Linked DNA regions of Mus musculus: regions 1, 2, 4 and 5 are each linked to region 3. A link is a contact called in public HiChIP or PLAC-seq and promoter capture Hi-C data. All regions are on one chromosome and are shown on one strand. The core of a region is the stretch at or near the end of the contact, and the rest is flanking DNA. Distances in the headings are between cores, read along the strand shown.

The links. Promoter capture Hi-C pulls out the DNA fragments that hold promoters and counts their contacts. HiChIP or PLAC-seq counts read pairs in DNA pulled down with a chosen protein or histone mark.
Region 1: a contact with region 3 is called in a promoter capture Hi-C map of neural stem cells. The contact joins the promoter of Mepe here to the promoter of Hsd17b11 in region 3. A contact is called at or near these places in 10 of 39 promoter capture datasets (the 3T3-L1 cell line, 3T3-L1-derived adipocytes, cranial neural crest and 6 more), 1 of 15 datasets of contacts at CTCF or cohesin (the NIH/3T3 cell line), 4 of 115 datasets of contacts at active chromatin or transcription factors (embryonic stem cells, forebrain, pancreatic cancer cells and 1 more) and 1 of 9 other capture datasets (embryonic stem cells).
Region 2: a contact with region 3 is called in a promoter capture Hi-C map of pre-B cells, with 2.1 times the contacts expected there. The contact joins the enhancer-like site here to the promoter of Hsd17b11 in region 3. A contact is called at or near these places in 6 of 39 promoter capture datasets (cranial neural crest, frontonasal cranial neural crest, maxillary cranial neural crest and 3 more), 2 of 115 datasets of contacts at active chromatin or transcription factors (embryonic basal ganglia and forebrain) and 1 of 9 other capture datasets (embryonic stem cells).
Region 4: a promoter capture Hi-C map of the HPC-7 cell line shows a contact between it and region 3. The contact joins the promoter of Thoc2l here to the promoter of Hsd17b11 in region 3. A contact is called at or near these places in 5 of 39 promoter capture datasets (the C10 cell line, the HPC-7 cell line, cranial neural crest and 2 more) and 2 of 115 datasets of contacts at active chromatin or transcription factors (microglia and pancreatic cancer cells).
Region 5: an H3K27ac HiChIP or PLAC-seq map of large pre-B cells shows a contact between it and region 3, with 2.7 times the contacts expected there. The contact joins the promoter of 1700016H13Rik here to the promoter of Hsd17b11 in region 3.

What each region holds. Positions count from the first base shown.
Region 1 is chr5:104,323,819-104,327,528 of GRCm38.p6, forward strand. It overlaps Mepe (matrix extracellular phosphoglycoprotein with ASARM motif (bone)), which reads left to right and starts at 1,511. Exons shown (of 3, transcript NM_053172.2): 1 at 1,511-1,586; 2 at 3,247-3,314. The coding sequence starts at 1,577.
Region 2 is chr5:104,350,802-104,354,934 of GRCm38.p6, forward strand. No RefSeq gene overlaps it. Among named protein-coding and RNA genes, the nearest start is that of Mepe, 28 kb to the left of the region's middle. Within about 2 kb of position 1,285, at least 24 of the 459 cell types and tissues checked have an H3K27ac peak or open chromatin away from gene starts, as enhancers often do. A contact at or near this core is called in pre-B cells, where this site is marked.
Region 3 is chr5:104,019,405-104,023,524 of GRCm38.p6, forward strand. It overlaps Hsd17b11 (hydroxysteroid (17-beta) dehydrogenase 11), which reads right to left and starts at 2,392. Exons shown (of 7, transcript NM_053262.3): 1 at 2,126-2,392. The coding sequence starts at 2,335.
Region 4 is chr5:104,506,123-104,509,899 of GRCm38.p6, forward strand. Thoc2l (THO complex subunit 2-like) reads left to right here and starts at 2,228. Exons shown (of 8, transcript NM_001166581.2): 1 at 2,228-2,449.
Region 5 is chr5:103,653,256-103,657,460 of GRCm38.p6, forward strand. 1700016H13Rik (RIKEN cDNA 1700016H13 gene) reads right to left here and starts at 2,469. Exons shown (of 4, transcript NM_028824.1): 1 at 2,190-2,469; 2 at 1,667-1,801. The coding sequence starts at 1,731. Gm42138 (a long non-coding RNA gene) reads left to right here and starts at 2,442. Exons shown (of 3, transcript XR_880498.2): 1 at 2,442-2,867.

The sequences.
Region 1 (3,710 bases), core at 261-2,760, 300 kb after region 3:
CCTGGTGCAGTCCATTCCTACTGCTTTCCTGTGAAAACCCACTGAATAGGATGCTTTTCAGGGGGTAGGGGGGCTCTGCCGCTCCAGGCTGCCTTTGCTCCTCTGTCAGGGTTGCCTTCCTTCAACATCAGCTCTGCTCAAACCTCTAGTAGCTTTCTCGACCTGGAATTGAATTAAATTGATTAATTTAAATTCAGTGCTGAGACTGAATCCGAGGCCTTATGTAGAGCTGGCACGTGCTCCATCCCTCAGCTCAGTACCCAACCCTGCAGCGACTTCACCACTCAGGCAAAGTGGAGGACCTGCAGGACCTGGGCCATCTAACTCCTGTCTGACTACTTGCCGGAATAAGCCAGCAGGCCTCTGTTACTGAAGCTGGCTCTTCCTAGAACTCGGTGAAATGTCCTATGTAAAGCCATGCGGCTACGTTCTTAGTCTATGCTACTTAACAAAATCCCCCAGAAGTGGTCATCTAGAGAGAATAAATGTTGACATCTTACTGTCTTGAGTTCTTGTGGCTTTGGAGGCTGGGAAGTTTAACACAAAGGATTGGAAGGTTCGCTGTTTGGTACAAGACAATGATCCACCTTCCAAGATGGCATCTTCTTATTTTATCTTTAGTGTGTGGTGGTAGTTGGCGGTGGGGTGGGGTGAAAGTTGTGCGCTCACGTGTCAGACAGGTGGAATGCAAAAGGCTCAAAGTCTTTTCCTTTAGCCTTTCTAAAGCTGTTACTCTCACTCATGAAGAGTCTCATCTGATGACTTAGATTGTACAAGCCCTTAATAGTATCACATGGGAATTTTATTTGCAAGATGTGGAATTTGGAGCAATACATATATGTAAGCCACATTGAAGACTTTACTAAAAAGATACCTACCTTCTCAGTGATGCCATCCCAGGATTCTCTGCAAAACTTCAGCCCAGTGTCCTTACTCCCAATGCTTGAGATCTCGCCATGAGTGCTTCTGTTGAAGTTCATCTGTAACTGTCTAATATGATGTAGTCCCTTGTCTGTTTCCTTCATTGGATGGTGAGCCCCGTGAGACAGTTGAATTTGTGTGTGTTTGTATGTATATTTTCTCTTTAACTCACTGAAGCTTCTCTAATGTCCGCCCTATGGTAGGTGCTCAAAGCATCATTGGTGTCTGAATAAGATTCAGATACAATTAAGGTTGTACATTCTCTAAATAAAACAACAAAACTACTTTTCACTTATAAATTTGTTGGTTTACAAATATTTCCTACTTACACGTATGCAACCCATTCACCCAGTCCTAGTTAATAGTTCTAAAAATCAGTTCTAATTATTTTGCAACATAATGTCCAAACTGAGATATTTATATTTTTTTTCTGTTTATTCTACTTTCTGGAACATTTGATAGCAGCTTTCCACCACAAAACATTTTTAGATTAAAATTACCATACCCCCTGTGGTCATCTGTGGGCATTTGTGACAGACTCCGTGCTGGTACTGAGTGAACCATGCTGATTGGACATCGGGGGCTCTCACAAACTTTAAATTTCAGCAAATGCCCAGAGACTAAGCCCGAAGAAGCCAAGCTTTCCTGAAGGTGAATGACGCCAGGTAATTTGTCTCTCGCTGCCCCTCATGGAGAATTGCCTTCTGTCAGAAGTGCTTGCTTAAGCTTTCAGTAACCTTACCGTACTGCTAAGGATTTTAAAAATAAATGAAAATTGCATTATTGTCTAAATTCGGTGCTCTGTTCTGTACAGTAGGTGGGGAGCTACCATATTCTAGAACTCTATTTAAACTTCATGGCTTGAAGTTGGCCTGTGAGCTGACTATCAGTATCACCAAGATCCACATTAACTGGGACTGCATCATCTTACAAACCAGATGCAGGAGAAACCAGTTATATTTTTCTTTACAGATATCTTCTCTGCTGATGTGTCCACCAGCACTAAGCTATTTGATAAATGATAAAAGACTGTCCTTTCTACAATACTTAGAAACTTAAGTTATCACTTGAATTTAGATTCAGATCCTTAAGATAATATTAGGTTAGAAGATTATAACTTACTTTACAATATATCTTAATTACATTATTTGCTGAGTAAAAGTTTTACTATGAAATATTTAAATGTTGTAAAAACTTGCTGTTCTCATTAAATGGATTTTCTTCCAACAAACCACATTATCATTTTCATGTTGGTTGTTACATGTTTATGTGCCAGTAAAATAAGTACTGGCATCAAGACCAACAGATGCTGTCCAGAGCTGGGCTGATAATTTTCCAGTGTGATGGCTGAGCTTCCGAGCTCATAGTGTGACACTAGCCACACTCCACACACCTGCTTTAATTGATAACTAAATGCTAGTGTTCTGAAGATTCGTCTATTGAATGTTATATAAAACAGGGTCTTCTTTAAGTTGACTGCACGTAGCTTTTATTTAGTAAGATGGAAGAGCAGAAACTTACTTGAGGTGATGTAAAGTCTGAGTTAGGAGTACTGGTTCTGTAGTGACTCTGCCAGAATACCAAACCCAGTTCTGCTTATTAATATTCATGAGTCGTGGGACATGTTATGTGACCTGAGTCTGTTTCCTGGTCTATGAAACTGGTAAAGCCACCTGGCTCATAAGACGGTTGTAGGTCTCAATTAAATAAATACATGTAAACTTAGCATGGTGCTTAGCTCGTTTTAATACTTAGTAAATGCTTTTACTTACAGTAAAGCTTGCTTCACGAGTTCCATTCTCCGGCCCCTCCATAGTGATTGGTTCAGATATTTTGCTAATGAATATGAAGATGTATATTGGGTTACTAGCCTGGAATTGCTAAGATTCCATTCCTTACCTTTATATCTGTCATCTTGGCACACTTAACAATTCAGGTGTGACCTGATAAGCTACCTTACTGTAAGTTTCAATTATGCAATCACTTAACAATATTTTTTTTCTAAGGGAAAATGGCAGGTTACCAATAGAGTAAATAATTATGTGTCTAATTTCTATGAATTATGAGATTAATTATAGTCAATGATTTTTATTTTTGCATGTGAGTAATCAGACATGAAATAGAGATTAATAGATTAACCCTGACTATGAACTGTGCAAAGTACATATATTCATGTAAATGCTAATTTTATAGAATGTGTATATATAAGGTATGTAATTCTAAATATCAAAAGGAATATAAGTGGGAAGGATGTTTGCATATGCACGTGCTCACGTCTGGAATGCATAACTGGCATTGCTCAGACAGGTTCTTGTTATCTTTCAGAGGGCCTCATGAAGATGCAGGCTGTGTCTGTTGGACTGCTCCTCTTCAGTATGACCTGGGCGGCACCAGTAAGCATTTGCAAAATCTGTCTCTCTAGTTTCCAAGCAGGCTTGTTAAGAGGTGAAGAAGCACTAAACTCAGAAGCCCGCTGCTTATGCAAATCATAGGATAGTGCTATGCTCTCCCTTTCAGAGTCTTTGAGAAAACCAGTAGCCTCTCGCAGCACTCCAGGGCAGCTGCGATCAGTGCAGAGTGCTCAAAGACAGAAACTGCAGTGAATCGAAAGAACCTTATAATATTTTTCCTTGAGGGATTTGACACGAATGTGTAAGGCTTGCTAAATACATAGATGGCACTGAGAAGGGACTCGAAAGTCTCTGTGCTCTGGCAGCATCTTGACACACACAGTAGGATCCCCTCAGAGATGTTCTGTTCTTTGGCGAGGCCAAAATGGAGCTGATACT
Region 2 (4,133 bases), core at 35-2,534, 330 kb after region 3:
CATCACAGGTCTATGGAGGTGTTTCTGAAAGAGGAGAGAATTCAAATGAGCAAGCTAAATAAAATCATTAGGGTAATCCAATACACTGAATGTCAATGTGTGTGTGTGTGTGTGTGTGTGTGTGTGTGTGTGTGTGTGTGTGAGTCTATTTCCCCAGGAATGTGAAAGAAGGGGGCACTTTCTATCTGAATTGTCCAGCTATGCTCTAGGACATGAGTTCTCTGGCCTTCAGACTCAGGCTTTCACACTGCAGCCTCCCAGTTTGTAGGTCTTCAGAACTGAACTGAATCACACCACCAGCATACAGTCAGTGTACCATGGCATTTCTCAGCTCCCATAAATTAAGTGACTAGTTCCCATAAGGAGCCTCCTCTTCCATATGTACATATTTTGTACTGGTTGTATTCTCCTGGCAACTTCTGACTAACACAGGCATGCTGCTATTCATGGAATGAAAACCGTGGAAACCCACAAAGAAACAGGACCTACTGCATAATGAGTGCCTCCTAGTACAAGCAACACAAGCTTTCCTGTTCAAATGACTGGGGGATGCCCTATACTATCTACCACTCCATCCTGTGCTCTGCATATCACACCTGCAGGAGCACATGGCCCAGGGCATCCATCATGTCTCTATACAAATCAACAGCTCAAAATGACTATAAGAACTTCAAGTTGATGTGTTGGTGCATAGTTCACTGGAAGAGCACTTTTGCTAACGTGAATAAGACCGTAAGTTTTAGATATTCTCTCTCTCTCTCTCTCTCTCTCTCTCTCTATATATATATATATATATATATATATGTGTGTGTGTGTGTGTGTGTGTGTGTGTGTGTGTGTGTAAAACATATGGAATATATGTATATATATAAACATGGAATATATATGGAATACATATGTATTTATAAAGCATAAAGCTTTTACATATATATATACATATGCATATATATGTGTATATATATATGTATATATTCCAATTTCTTTTTAAATTAAAGCACTTCATGTGTGGGCCTGTTTTGAGCCCTCAGACTTCGGAAGCCAGCCCTGCACACACACAGGCACACACAGGCACACACAGGCACACACAGGCACACACAGGACCAGCCTCACTGCTCTTCCTCCTCTCTGCAATAGAAACTTACTTTTCTGTTATTTGTTTCCGTTTTTACAAAAGGATAAGAGACTGTTGAACAGAATGTCCTTTTTAAGCCAACAAAGCAGTGTGTCCACAGTGGGTCAGAGGCAGAGCAAGACTCAGGGGCGGGATAGAGCCTCTTCCGGGCTGGAGAAGCAGACCAGGAAGTCCCGGAAATGTCAGCCTGTTTCCCCCTCAAATTCAAACAGAACAGAATATTCCTTCTGTGGGTGGGTTTCAGCAAACACTGTAAAGGCCACTGTATACAAACCTTTCCAGAAGCAACGAGTAAAAGCAATACCAACTCCTACCCCTCTGTCTCACCTCATTTCCCTTGCTTCCTGTGGCTGCCCCGTCCTATTCAACAGACACTCACAAAAATATCGGTTATTAGACAACCTGTGGTTAATTTATATTTTTAGCATGTGCTGCTTGGGCACTGTGTGGTGATTTAAAGGGGCATACTAGCTCTGACAGAGTTTCTCAAATTCCCAGAAGCAACTTCAAAATAACGGTCATTTCTCCCTGGCTAGAAATCAGTTCATGTGTTTATGTCTTGCTACAACAGCGCTAGGAACACAACTAGTTGGTCATGCAGAACTTAACTATGCACCAAAATGATCAAATGGGGAAACACGGTGGAGGAACTGTGCAAACGCCCCCTTTTTCAGAGGCAACGTTGGGTTTAGTTTTAAGTTTTAATCTGGATGCTTTCTCATCTCCCTCCCCCCCCCCCTTACCCCCCAACCCCCACCTCCACCCCGGCCATAGTACAGGGCCTTTGCAATGCTGCTCAAATCTGCCTCTGGCCTGTGGTCAGAGTATCACAGCAACATCACCCTATTTCTAGTCCATTAGTACAACCAAAAATTCTTAGATCATACTCTCTGAAAAGCTTGTATGACATTCTTGAGAGTTCCCAAAGGAAAGCAACCTTTGCTGTCATTGATACTTAGAAGTACTTAGAAGTCAGAGAAAAGCAAGGTGTCATGAAACCATTTACAACAACCATTTGTATTTAACATCCATAAAAGTCTCCTGACAGTAACTCCCTCAGCAGTGTCCATACCATGGCAACCTTGGTTTGACCATGGAGATCTAATCCAGTGGAAATTTGGAATGACCCCGAGGAACAGGCACTTAGATAAATGAGCTGGAATTTCTATGAAACTTCTTATAAAAAGGGAAAGCAAAGAGACAAACTCAGAAATGAAGAGGTCTGACAGTAGAGCTCAGGTTTTTTCCCAAAGCGAGGCTGAGGTGAAAGGTTTTCCAGTCATGCTGAAAATAGAATTTGCTGACAAAGTTATGATCACATTGGAACTACAGCGGGGTTGTGAAAGAAATTTACAGAAAGCATTATTTATTTTTAACTGGAGTATTTCCAAACTACCTCTGGGAAGTGCCTGCCTGTTCTAGATGGTTATTTCACGCCTTCATCTGCCTGCTACCCCCCTCCCACCTCCCCACTCATTTACTAACACCCAGAGGTCACTTAGCAAGCATAAGAACACTCGATGATGTTTAAAACTTTTAGCTAAGTTCTTATTCTGTAACTTAGAAAACTGATGGCAGTGAGATATGTATTTATGGTTGACAAGGTGTCCCTTATTAATTAAAATGGGACATTTGTTCTCTTTTTAAATTTGTTTTTAAAAATTAAGTTACTTATTCACTTCATATCCCAATATCAGCCCTCCTCTCCTCGCAGTACCGCCTCATGCAGATCCTCACCCAATTTCCCCTCCCCTTCTCCTCTGAAAAGAGGGAGGCCCCCTCTGGATATCACCCCTACACACACACACACACACACACACACACACACCACATCAAACCACTGCAGGACTAGGTTCACCCTCTCCCACGGAGTCTAGACAAGGTGGGCCAGTTAGGGGAACGAGATCCACAGGCAGACAACAGAGCCCCGGATATCCCCTGCCCCAGTTGTTAGGAGACCTGAATGAAGACCAAGGTACACATCTGCTACATACATGCAGTGGCCTAGGTCCAGGCTATGGTTGCTCTTTGGTTGGTGGTTCAGTCTCTGGGAGCCCTCAAGGGTCCATATTAATTGACTTTCTTAGTCTTCCTGTGGAGTCTCTATCTTTTTCGGGCCCCTCAATCCTTCTGCCATCTCTTCCATAAGATTTCCCAAGCTCCATCTAATAACTGGTTGTAGGTGTCTGCATCTCTTTCCATTGGCTACTGGGTAGAGCCTCTCAGAGGACAGTTATAGTAGGCTCGGTAAGCATAGCAGAGTATTGTTAATAGTGTCAAGGATTGGTTCTGGCCCATGGGGCTGGTCTTGGTTTGGGTTAGTCATTGATTGGCCTCTCACTTACTCATTTAATGCATGTATTCTGATTGGTTTGGGTCAGTCGTTGGTTGGCCGCTCGCTTACTCCCTTATTTAATGCGTGTATTCTGACACATATCTACCTCAGTGCTCCTCAGCCTTCATTTCACTTCTGTCTTTTCTTTTCTAAGGCAGTTTAGAATGTGACCGCGCCTCTGTATGCAATAGTTACTTATGTACATGCGCACTTGTGCCTTTTGCATTTAAATAGTATTTTTTTCTTCTCTGTGATCCATATGCTCTATTTAGCAGAGCTTGCAAGATACACATTGGAGGAACAAGTGAGAATGGCTGTACCCATTGCTTATTTGTCCTTTGTCTGAGATCGAACAAATACACCGGGTCTGAGAGTGAGTGGGATAAGCAGAGAAGAGCTAAGACTGATGGTGAGCAGCATCGGCCAACTGCAGGTTGAGTTGTAAGAGCAGTAATCACACCCTCTTTCTGCCTTCAGCTTCCTTGTCTGTGTCTGGTACAGCTACCTACCCTCCTAAACCTCTAGGCTGCCTTCACTTATAAATTTTTCAATCTCCTCTCGATAATCTGTGCTTCTTCTGACCCAACTTGAGAATTCTTTTTATTCCTGAGCTGGGAAGTGCTAGCAGCTTAATTTTGTAATCCTCACACTTGCTTTATGTGAAAG
Region 3 (4,120 bases), core at 1,142-3,641:
GGTCCACAGATCCTCCAGGCTCCCCACTCATGACAGTCCTTACTGGCCCTGGCCCCCTTGCCCTTGGATCTTTAAGTGGGCACTGTGGGGCCAAACTTGGGTCCTCATGCATATCAACCAAGCTGTCTGACCAGGGCTCCTCTCCCAGCACCTCCCCCCCCCCCCCCCCCAGAGCTCTTCCCTCAGCACCCTCCCTCAGGGCCCCTGTGGCCTTGCGCCTATCTCTGCATTGTTCCCTCGGGACTCATGTTTTGGTTGTATACATCACAGATGTTTGTAATGTTACAATTAGCCTACAAATGTTAGAAAGCATGGCGAGGCAGAATTAAAACATTATGTGCAGCCCACAATCAGAGTGAATTAGTAGAAGCAGATAAAACAGGTAACGAAGTTTAGGCAGAACCATTACGATTTCTCAACATCCAACCGCCGTCTGATGGCAGTTTCTCCAAGCCTGTGCATTTGACTCAGAGAACCACAGTACACTCCGTCCTTTTATCTAACCCAGTTTCCCCACCAAACTCCTACTGCTTCAACATTATCAATATAGTATTCTGCATCCCTCTTTCCACGCTAAATGTTTGAAATCAAGTGGGTTATCCACACTGAACAGCCACGAGGGTGGGTGTTGTCTGCTTCAGCTCGGACCTTGATCAGATCTTAGACTTTTCCTCTCTTCAGTCTGTCCCAGGCTTTGAATTTGCTGTCCCTGTGTTTTTAATGTGTGTTGGTCCTGGGAACTGAACCAGGGCCTTGTGCATGCTGCGGTAGCACTGTAACACTGATCTGCAACCCCAGTCTCTCTTGACTCCATCTTCTGATGCCTTCCTTGGCCGCCTAGACGACCTGCAGTGTGCCTTTCCTACCCCACAGTCCCAAGCTCCTTTCATGCTTCCTTTTTCTATGTCACCCAATTGTGCATTTTATAGTACAGGTTGCCTGTTGACTGTCTTTAGCTCATGAAGGCTGCTTCATCACAGGTATCTGTAGTTCTGTATTATAATACTGTCCAGAAGGCAGTAAGAGTCATCAAACATTTTTTTCTTTTGGATAAACACACTTTTTTAGAGAAAATTGTGTATATTAGAAACGATAAGCCCAAACCATTCTTGTTAAAGAATAAAATTTCAGACTAGTTTGTGTGCCACCTGCTAGACTCTTGGCTAAATCACCTCACACATTAACTTACCATCTCCCTGGCCTTCTGAAAACTAAAGCCTGGGTAGCCTCGTCTTTCTCAGTTAAGAAGCAAAGAGCCCATTTCATATGCCTGACCATATGCCTATGCTGGGCCTTGGCTAGCTGACCCATGCTGGCCCAGTTTGCATTGTTAATCCATCGTATACATATCTAATTATCTGTTTTCTCCACCAGACGTAGGTAGCCCATCTCCTGTTTGCCACCAGGTCTTACCATCTGGGCTGTAGATACTATGGAGCACTGATTACTTGTTGTCACAATCACTCTAGAGTTAGAGTTCTTATTTAATCTCATGAACCTTGACCTCTTGTTTATAGAATGGATGTACACAGTGCAGTGAGGGGCACGCTAAGCCAGAAGATGCCTTCAGATTCCCTCTGTCATCCACCAAAAGCCAGACCAACACTTCACTGCTAGCTCCTTCTAACTCACCTCCCACCTCAACCTGAAGGTACAGGAGACCGCACTGAAGTTATTTCACTTTTAACTATTTTTTCTATAAGGTGACTTAGATGACTCCTGTAGGCAACTGGCAGTGCAATGGTGATCCCTGTAGGGTGTCATTTCGAGCCCATCTCAGCAGCTGCAAACGAGACTTGACAGCCGCACACATCTAACTCTTGGTATAGCACCTAAAACTGCTGTATTTTCCAAAAGTTTATGATGGTCAGTAGGAGGAGATTATAGGCCACTTTCAGGATGGATTTAATGTAGTGTTAATGTAGCGAAGGGAGATAGCCAAGATTCTCATTGTCCATAGGTCCGTTCATCGTGTGGTCTTAACAGATATCAAATTATGCCTCTCTTATAATCTGAAAAAATATGAATAGTTACTATATGCTCTATGGACTCTACAGAGAACTATAAAGGGTGGTTGTTTGCCAGTGTGGACCACAAAGAAAAGGCAGCGACGAAGCGCGGTTACCTTATTGATATCCCAGAGAACCAGTTTGGTGTTAAGTTTGGCAAATTCGTAGGCAGTCAGTCTTCCAATCCCATGACCAGCTCCGGTGATCAGGACGATCTCTCCGGCGACAGATTTTTTCTTCTTGGGAATAAAAAGCTTGACAAGAGACTCAATGCTGAAGACGATGAGCAAAGGCAGCAGCAGGATCAAGTCAAGAAGATACTTCATCCTTTTGGAGGCCCGGTGCTCTCGTTCCCGGTCCTAAACGGCCTCTGGAGGGTGTCGGTTACGCACAGAGTAAAAGCTTAAGCAAGGCAGAGTTCCCCTATTAAAGAGAAACAAACAACTCGGAAACCATTCCTTCCGCGGGGCCGGGCTTCAGGAGGGTTTTTGCCATTGGCTCGGACTGCAGTCAGAGCAACTGCTCGCTGGCTTGGAAATCTGGGAGGGACGAAGTTCAGAGGCAAGCCCTAGGGCGGTGCGACCCTGATAGCTATCGCGGACTTCCTCCTAGGAGGGCTAGTTACCTCACGCTTTCCTAAAATGGAAAAATCCCCTCCCTGTCTGCAGCAGACCTAGGAGAGGAGAGGTCGTCACGCTGCGCAGTAAAGGATGAAGGGCAAGTGCTAGCAGTGCTCAGGCTGCGGTGGACAGTTGTCTGTTTCTGCATAAGGGTTGCAAATGTGGAGCCACACCTTAAAGGACCAGGAAACAAGGAAGGGGACTCTTTGGGGAAAGGAAGAGAAGTAGCAAGAGGGGGATGGGAGGACGGCTATGGGGGAGGGGCGGGTTAGAACACCTGGCACGTTTGTGTATAAAAGTCACAAACCCATTTCTTTGCACGCTAACCAAAAATTAATAACAAAACAAACAACCCTTCAAGCAAAACAAAGCACAAGAGGGAAAACCAAGCTCCTGAATTAGAAATGACCCTACATCGCATTTTAATTTGAATTGAGCATTTCTGGAGGGCAGAGGGGTGTATCCTCCCAAGGCATAATCAAGTTTTAGGAGAAGCAGTAAACCCATCTCCCCAGGGAAGAGCCGTGTAGCGGGGCAACCAGCTCCCACTCGGCCTCTGAGAATCTGAAAACGAGAAACAAAACATATATTCAAGAATGGTGGGTGGTTTGCCTGCCTGTGTGCACACTATTTTTGCTCCCGGTGTGGGGAAAGGGCAGATGAGGGTTCTGGGTTTCCTAGAACTGAAGTTACTAGGAGCTGTGAACCTGCATGTAGGCACTGGGAATTGAACCATTGTCCACAGGAAGAATGGACAGTGCTCTTAACCACAGAGCTATAGCCATCTCTCCAGCATTCTCGTCCCCAGTACACACTTTTTGAGACAGGATTCCTCTGTGTAGCTCTGGCTGGCCTGGAACTCTCTCTTCCCCAGGTTGTTTTGAGGCAGTTTCTCCTCATTTAGCAGCAGGAACAAGCTAATAGCCTGTCTGTTGAGTGGTTGGTTTATGAACTATAAATGTTATCCGTTGACTTTCCTCCTGTGACACTGAGGATGTGGCTTGCTTTGCTTGCTCTTTATCTTCCTGTCTCCTATCATCCCAATATAATTCTCTCTCCCTTTGCTACTTCTGTTAAGTTTTATTTGTAACTTTAGGCAACAAGGTTCTATTTTTTTTTCTTTCTTTCTTGTTCCAACAACTATAGATGTTGGCAGAGAAAAAGTATCCTATCCTCTCCAGGAGTCTGATAGGTTATTTCTCCACCTCCAGTTTACAGAGCCAATTTAAGCCAGATTAAATTATATTAAAGTCAGCTCATTGCTGCTTTCAGGAGGCTTAAGTTCACTGGCCCCAAAGACCAAGGCCAGAGACAGCACCATGGGTAAAGTGGAAAGTTGGGGTAGAAGGGGAGAGAGAGAGAAAGAGAGAGAGAGAGAGAGAGAAGAGGAAAAGAAGAGAGAGACCAAAATGTCTGAATTATACAGAGAGGAGCCTCTGGGGGAAGGGCAGCCCAGCCTCTAGGCTGGAAAGTTCAAGATTGGGGGCAGGG
Region 4 (3,777 bases), core at 978-3,477, 490 kb after region 3:
AGTTACAATTGCTGTTCTAGCATAAACAGGACCCAGGCAACTTATAGAGAAAGAGTTTATTGGTCCTTACAGTGGGTGAGCCTGAAAGATCCTGACAGAATGTAAAAGGTCACAGAAGCCCTGAAATTGGCAAGATAGATTTCACTGTTAGCAGAACTAGCTTCACTGATTTAGAAAAATAGAGGTGCACAATGCTCTGGCCACTCCTTGAACCCGTGTGTCTGCCAATGTTTTGACCGTTCCTTGAACCCAGGTGTGTGCCCACTGCTGCACCTCACTGCCAGGTGTTTGTGATATTGGTTGCTGAGAAAGAGTCGGAAAATCTTCCCAGCAACCACAGCCGGGCCAATCCTGAGTTGCTACACCTGCACCAGACTCTTTCCTTGTACCCCTCCCATACCCATTTCTTGAGAATAGACATTGTTTAGTTCTGGAAACCCCCTACTCCTCCCTTCTCCTTTCCCCCCTGAGGGCCTATAAAAACTGGCCTTTCCCCTCGTGGTCGAATCCTCTACCCCTGCGTGGGATATGAGTCGTCCCCAGAGCTCTGGCTTTCCCCGAATAAAGCCTCATGTGGTTTACATCAAGCCTGGTCTCTCATGAGTTCTTGGGTGTCCGCTATTGTCCCGACGCCTGAGCGAGGGGCTCCTCACGGAGTCTTTCAAACCCACAACCATCATGGTGAGGTGTATGACATCAAGCAGGTAAACATGGCGGTGAGGCAGTAGCCCAGAGCTTACATCTAGATAATAAACATGATGCAGAGAGCTAACTGGTAGTGGTGTGTGCTTTTGACACCTCAGAGATCACCCCAGTGACATATCTTATCCAATAAGGTAACAACTCCTAATCCTTCCCAAATAGTTCTACCAGTTGGGGACCATATATAAGAAACCATGCATGCTCAATATTGCTCAAAAAGCTAAAAGTAAATCTACCATGACTCAGATCCACTCCTCTGCATATGCCCAAAGGACATCCTCCTACAGATGCTTGCTTAGCAGTGTCCATTGCTGCTCTGTTCACCATAGCTAGCGAGGGGGAACCACCTAAATGCCCTTCGAGTGATGGACGGGCAATGCAAATGTGGCACAGATACACCACAGGATAAAGGAAAATGACATCATGATGTTTGCAGGTAAGTGCAGCTCTTGCCAAGATGCAGGCATTAAATAGTTGCTGGGGAAAGAAAAATGAACAATCTCCCACCCACATTCATTATTTTCATATTGGGCAAAGACATCTAAATAGAAATAATTGCTTGGAAAGTGACCAAGCCACTTATACAGTATCTACTGTTATATGCAAGGCAATGTAGTGGATCCTGATCATGGTAAAAATTTTTTTTAATGTGCATCTCTATCTGTCTACAGCTTACTATTGAATCAAAAAAACCTTATTAAGTCATGTGTTTGAGATACATATATGCATATTTGCACATCTCATTTGATTTTATGTATTTCTGTTGCTTTGTAACATAATGGTCAGATATATACTCCTGAACAATTTATTGATTTTATACATACACGACATAATAACCAGATAACAACAGAAATGACAATTTTCGGAGATGGGGTCAAAATATGAGTTCAATTCTTAATGTATTTAAAACCTGATGCCTTTTTAAATTAAAAAGAATTTTAATCTAAAAATAAAGAAGTTTAACTTTCACCCCTCATCAAAGCTTCTTTTCATACTGGATAGAGAGCATGACAGACACCCACAAGTAGCAATGTCCCAGTTCTCCCAGTACAATGTGCAATAACTATAAAATATTTCCAAGTTTCTGTATAATGCATACATACATCCTTCTGATAAAAAGTTTTATAAATAGCTTTAAGGGCTTGGTTGGGAACAAATTTTGGCAGCTGTCTACAGTGAACAAGTATTTTAGTCCTTCCCTAACTCATGCCTTGACTTCTCTTGAGATGCAACATACTTTGGGAGATAAACAGACTTTTTCCATAGTACACTACCAGATTTTCCACCAGTTGAACCACATCATTTTCGGAAAGCTCTCAGAATTGTTTGTATTTAGCATTCACATTCAAATGAAACCGCCAGTGCACACAGTCACCTCAGCAAGGCATTTTCTAACAAAGGCGCAGTGATGACCAACGACCTCAGTCCCCACCCCGCCCCCCGCCCCCCGCCCCCCGCCCCCCGCCAGCAACCGAAGTGCGGCCGCGCGTGCGCAGAGGACTCGCTGCACCGCCGCCGTCCCTCCGCAGTGACGTCAGCCGAACGCCGAGGAGATCCCGACCGGTTTCCCACCGCTCTGTGGAGTCGGCGGTGTGTCGTTGGTGTCCCTATCGAGCTGGGTCAGGAGGGCGCGGAGCGGTGAAGCCCTTCCCGAGCCGCGGCGTAGAGGCGGTTCGCGGCGGCTGGAGCGGGGAGGCGCGAGCCGGCGCGGTCGCGGCGGGCGGCGCGGGCGGAGCGCGAGCGAGCGGTGAGTCGGCATGGCGGCCCCCAGGCGAGCGGGCGGGCTGCGGCCTCTGTCCAGCTCGGCGGCGGCTTGGCGGACCGGGCTGTGCTAACACACGCAGGGGAAAGCCACAGACCCCCGAGTCTTTCCGGGGCGTTCTTGAAGCGAACAGACCTTAAATGAGATCTGGTGTCACCGGGCGCTTCCTCAGCCCCGGCATTTGGTGGCTCCCGTGAGCGTCTCTGGGCACATAGAACGCCTACCTGGCCCGCAGGCAGTAGGTGGTTTCTGGACCGCGAGCTCCGAAGAGTTAAACTGTGTGCCAGGTGCAGTAAACTCAGGAACTGGAGCGAAAGGAGTGAAGAGTTGACAGCACTACCGGGAATTACTTCAGTATTCCTCACCCGGTTCTAATAAGTAGTTTTTTGCAATATTCTGAAGCTGTGGAAATGCTGGATACGGGGAAGGTGGTTGCGATTAAATTAAGAGAAAGGACGGGGTGCCAGGATTTTAGGAGTGTGTTTTGCCGTCCCTAGGTTTGCCTGCTACATTTGCCCTCAGAAATTTACCTCCCGTAGGAGATTTTCAGGATCATATTTACAACCAAAATCAGAATATTATCAGCTTAAATTGACACTGGGCATTATTGTTAACTTGAACTGGGAAGCCCCAGTTCAAGAAACTCAGCCAAGGTGCATGGACAAGAACGTTGATTGTTTATAGAGTACTGAAAACACTGCAGTATACTTTATACAAATTTGAAGGCATGTATTCATGATATGCCCAAATATTTGGCAGAAGTTATTCTTTTGAATGCTTTGCAGAAGACGTCTTAATCTTAAACACTCATATAAATACTCTCGCTTCATTTCAAGCCAAAATGGGGATGCTAGCTTCTTTATACTTAACAGTTATTTTGATACCAGCAAGCTTTGTAGTTCCAAAAGATGGTGTAAGTAGCATGGGTCGCCTAAGGCCATTGGAAACCGTGTTCACATTACAGTTCATAACAGTAGGTTATGAAGTTGCAACAAAAATAATGTTATGGTTGGGTCACTACAGCATGAGGAACTAACTGTATCAAAGTGTTGCAGCATTAGGAAGGTTGAGAACTGCTGACATAGAGGTAAAAGAAAACACAAAAGAAAAGAAAGCACATCACAAAATAGAGACCAGGATAGTCAGCCAAATGAAACATTCTGGTATTATGAAAATAAACCATGTAGGCCAAGTTTAATTCCCACCACTGCTGTAATGGAGAGGCATACATGTGTGTGTGTATCAAATGCCTATATATTATGTAGGCTGAGTTTCATTCCTACCACTGCCGATGTAGAGAGACATGCATGCGT
Region 5 (4,205 bases), core at 1,219-3,718, 370 kb before region 3:
ACAGATAAGATCCTGTATCAAAAGAAGAGGAGGAGGAGGAAAGAGAGGAAGAAGCAGGAGAAGGAGGAGGAGGAAAGAGAGGAAGAAGCAGGAGAAGGAAGAGGAGGAGGAGGAAACAATTTTTAGGTACCACAGAGTGCAACTTCTGCACAGCAGTGCTTCCATTATGTGCTCTCTGTATTCCACGAAACCAGCAGGTCTTAGACGCGCATTGTTTCAGTGGCTCACCCCACCCAACAGACAGACGTGCATTGTGTCACAGATGTAGGCATTAAAGCTAAGACACAGTGTGCAGAGATGCCAGGCTTGGAGCTCAGGGTTTCAGACTGGAATGCCCACGTTGTTATACACAGCCTGCCCAAGAGGACAGGAAGCTAAACTGGCCCTTTGTACCAGCCAAAAACGTGCATCTTAAAAACACAGGCACTGTTAGTACATTTGTACACTATAACTGGGTTTTAAGATGGCAGTAGTAAAGGTGTTTTTGAATGACTGAAACTAAAGAAAAATGATACACAGATAATAAATATGTATGTGTATATATAGACACATATCCACACACATATATACAAATGAACCCATTATTTTAGATGCTAACCTAAAACAATACTTTTAGAATGTCTTTAAACAAGGTGACACAGTGCCTCCCAGAACGTAAGCATATGCCTTTGGTTTGATCAACTTAGAAACCTCTCTTTTCTCATTTCAAAGGCTTGCTTCGGTGTGAAGTCTTGCTAGAATTGTCTATTGGCTTTAACTGTCCACTTGACACAGCCAGGAGTGGCCTAAGAAGGGATACTCAACTGAGGGATTTCTCAGATCACAAGGCCTCTGGCCATATCATCTGTGGGGAATGGGGCCCAGCCCGCTGCAGGCTGTGCCACTACCTGGAAGGTGATCTGGGATAAGGCTAGCTGAGCGTAAGCCTGTGAGCTTGCCAGCTAGCAGCGTTTCTCCGTGGTTTCTGCTTCAAGCTTCTGCCCTGCTTTCCTTCAGTGATGACGTGTAATCTAAAAGCATCCTGGAAATGAAGCTGACTAAATCCTTCCCTCCCCTGAGTGCACATTTTAACTTTTCAGATTATTTTATGTAGGTGTTTTGCTTGCATATATGTCTATTTCACGCATGCTTTGTGCCCATTTGGTCCAGAAGGGGGCGACAGATCTAATAAAACCGGAGTTAGGGACGGTTGTGAGCCACCTTGTGGGAGGTTGCAGGAAACCAATCTCAGGTCCTTTGCAAGAGCTCTTAATCCATGAGCTTCGTCTCTAACCCCTGTTCATATATTCTTACAAAAGTACCATTCAGGAAGCTGGAAAGATGGATCACCCATTAAGAGCACAAACAGCTTTTGCAAATAGGACCTAGGTTTGGTTGCCAGCATCTACAGAGAGACGCTGTAACACCTGTAACTTCAATACCAGCGGATCCGACACAGTCTTTTGGTCTTCATGGGCACCTGCTCAAATGCAGTGTGAATACAGAGGCAGGTACAAACAAAATAAAAATAATTTTCAACTAGTCTTTTTAAGACAAAATCTAGATCCATTCAAGTGCTTCCATATACTCCAGTAACAATGCGAACAGAAGTGCCCAGCCCCTGTTGCAAGCTCCAGCCATGGTAATGTGTGTGTGTGTGTGTATGTGTGTGTATGTGTGTACTTACACTTTATAACAGCTGCCCTTCAAAATGGTTTGTACTGTGTTCCTTCTTGGCAAGCCATACGCCATGACAAATGATCACAGTGGTTTCCTTACATAGGAGCCTGATGTAACATCTGCACCGCTGTTTGCACTTTGCCTGAAAGAACAGCGACAGGCCTAATTAACAGCTCTCATTTGAATAGTTTTATGGCCAAATAATCAAAGGCTAGGAGAAAGCATTTAGGGCTGTCAAGAATCATAAACATTCACTGGACCTGAACCATGAACATACGAGCTAGTTCTGTTCATTTCCAGGAAGTCGCTCAATCAGTTCAGTAAGAGTCTAAGGTGAGGGAAAGCCAGGCGAGGGTCATCCGGAGCAAGACTGCAGTTGGTAACCCCCACCCCACCCCCCCCCACCCCCCACCCCCCCCACCCCCGCACCCAGGCACGGTAGGCGGTCATTGAGTACTCCTGAGTCCCGTCGCCTGGTCTCGTAGCTGCGCGCCCTAGTGGTTGTGGTGGGGACAACGACCCAGCCTCACCGGCATGGAACCCCAGGGGTGCGCTGGCTACCTAAGGGCACGGCCCTTTCCTGCTCTCAGTTCCAGACAGAACCGGCTAGGGCGCGGTAGCGAGTGCCGGCCTCGCCCTTCCAGCCCGTGCTGCTCCCGGAACCCCTGTACCCCACAGGTCAGCCGCACCCTGGCCGCGCCCCCGACCCAGGGCAGCTCGCGCTAGGTGCACATGGCCGCGCACTCGCAGCGGCCCAGCCGCCGACTTGCGCCGGCTTGCTTGCTCGTGCTCCTGCTTGCTGGTGCGCCTGATTGCTCAGGTGCGGGGCTCATCAGGCGCTCACCCGGCGCCTACCCTGCGTCACCCGGTGCCTCAATAAAGGGCTTTGTGTGCGCGCGGGGCGCAGATCCAGCCTGCCTAATGGGAGTCACTTCGCCCCAGTGGGTGACAGTCATTGTCCCACGCCCACTCTCGAGGATCCAGCGACAGCTCCGTGTTCCTGTTCATGTAGGCACCTCTTAGGGTCCCAAGCAAACCGTGGCACTATGCGGGAGGGTTTTGCTAGAGTTGTCCCTTGCTAACACCAGGACATTCCCTGTGTCCCTCCGTCGAGCCTAAATGACGTCATAAAGCAAAGAGGCTATCATATGTGTATGTTTCACGGGTTATGAGAACTAAAGACTAGGCCTGAGAGCTTCTAGCCCGAGGTAAGGGTTATATCATTGTGAGTTTAGTATCAACGCTATGAAACAGAGGGTTCTGTTGAGAGGGAAGGAATGAAACTCCTCCATTTATAGTGAATTCAGGGCGAGCTTTTAAGGTTAAATACTCTGATCCCTCTACCTGTCGCTGTTCTTTTCTGTTTTTGTTGAAACAGTCCAGACTGGCCTAGAACCACTATGTAGCCCAGGCTTGCTTCAGACTTGCAGCAAATCTATTTCAGCTTCCCAAGTGCTAGGCTGGAGCTACAGGAAAGTACCATCCGCCCTGCCTAGCAAATTCTCCTAGCGCAAAGAATGAACACACACACGCACACACACACACACACACACACACACACACACACACACACACACACACACACACACGCAGAGCAGGATAGTGATCTATCACTGAGCCTAGAATGTCCCGGAAAACATGTCCGGGCTTCCTCCATTTTCCAAAAGAAAAAGAAAAAATAAAAGTTGTGGGAAGTTACGGGACGAGCTGCATGATGGGATGTCCGCCAGCAACTGCGGAGCTGGCTTATCTGTAGAAGGTACTTCTGTGCCTACAAGAAACTAGAATGTATAGAAGCCCGATTCATTGTGTCTGTAGTCCAAATGGGGAATGTCTGTGCCACAGGGGTGAAGCCCCCCACCATGGATTATGTGACCAGTGTAGGAGAGTTCAGCCCGATTTGATTTCAGTTAGCATAGATGGAGACTGCAATGTGCCCACCAGCCTTAGTTTGGTTCCAAGCACCCGTGTGGTGGCTCACAGCCATCAACAACTCAGACTCCTGGGTGTGCAGCACCCTCTTCTGAACTCCGAAGGCACCAGGCATGCATGGAGTGCACATACATACACAGTCTTGACTGAAACTCCATAGAGACCCAAAGCTAGAACCATCAACTCAACAGCTCCAGGATTTCTGGTTGTTAGAAAATAAAACAGATTTAGAATCTAGTTCAACTGAACCCAGGGGCCATCTGGTTACAATACTCAGCACCAAAGTGGCTCTTGTGGTGGCATATGTGTGCATGCCCAGCATTTGGGAGGTAGAGGCAGGAGGATCAGAATGTTGAGCCTATTCTTAGCCACAGAGCCAATAGTAGACTAAACGACATGAGACCCTGTCTCAACAACAAATATAATGTTCATTGGTTTAATCCATTAACTGTTGGAGTAAAGTTTATACAGCAGATTATATTGCATATACCATGTCTTATTGTGAGAAGAGTACTCTTTATAGAAAAAAAAACTTTTTATTTTATTTTTTAAAAGAAATTCTTTTTTAAAAAAAGATTAATTTATTTATTCATTATATATAAGTAGACTGTAAC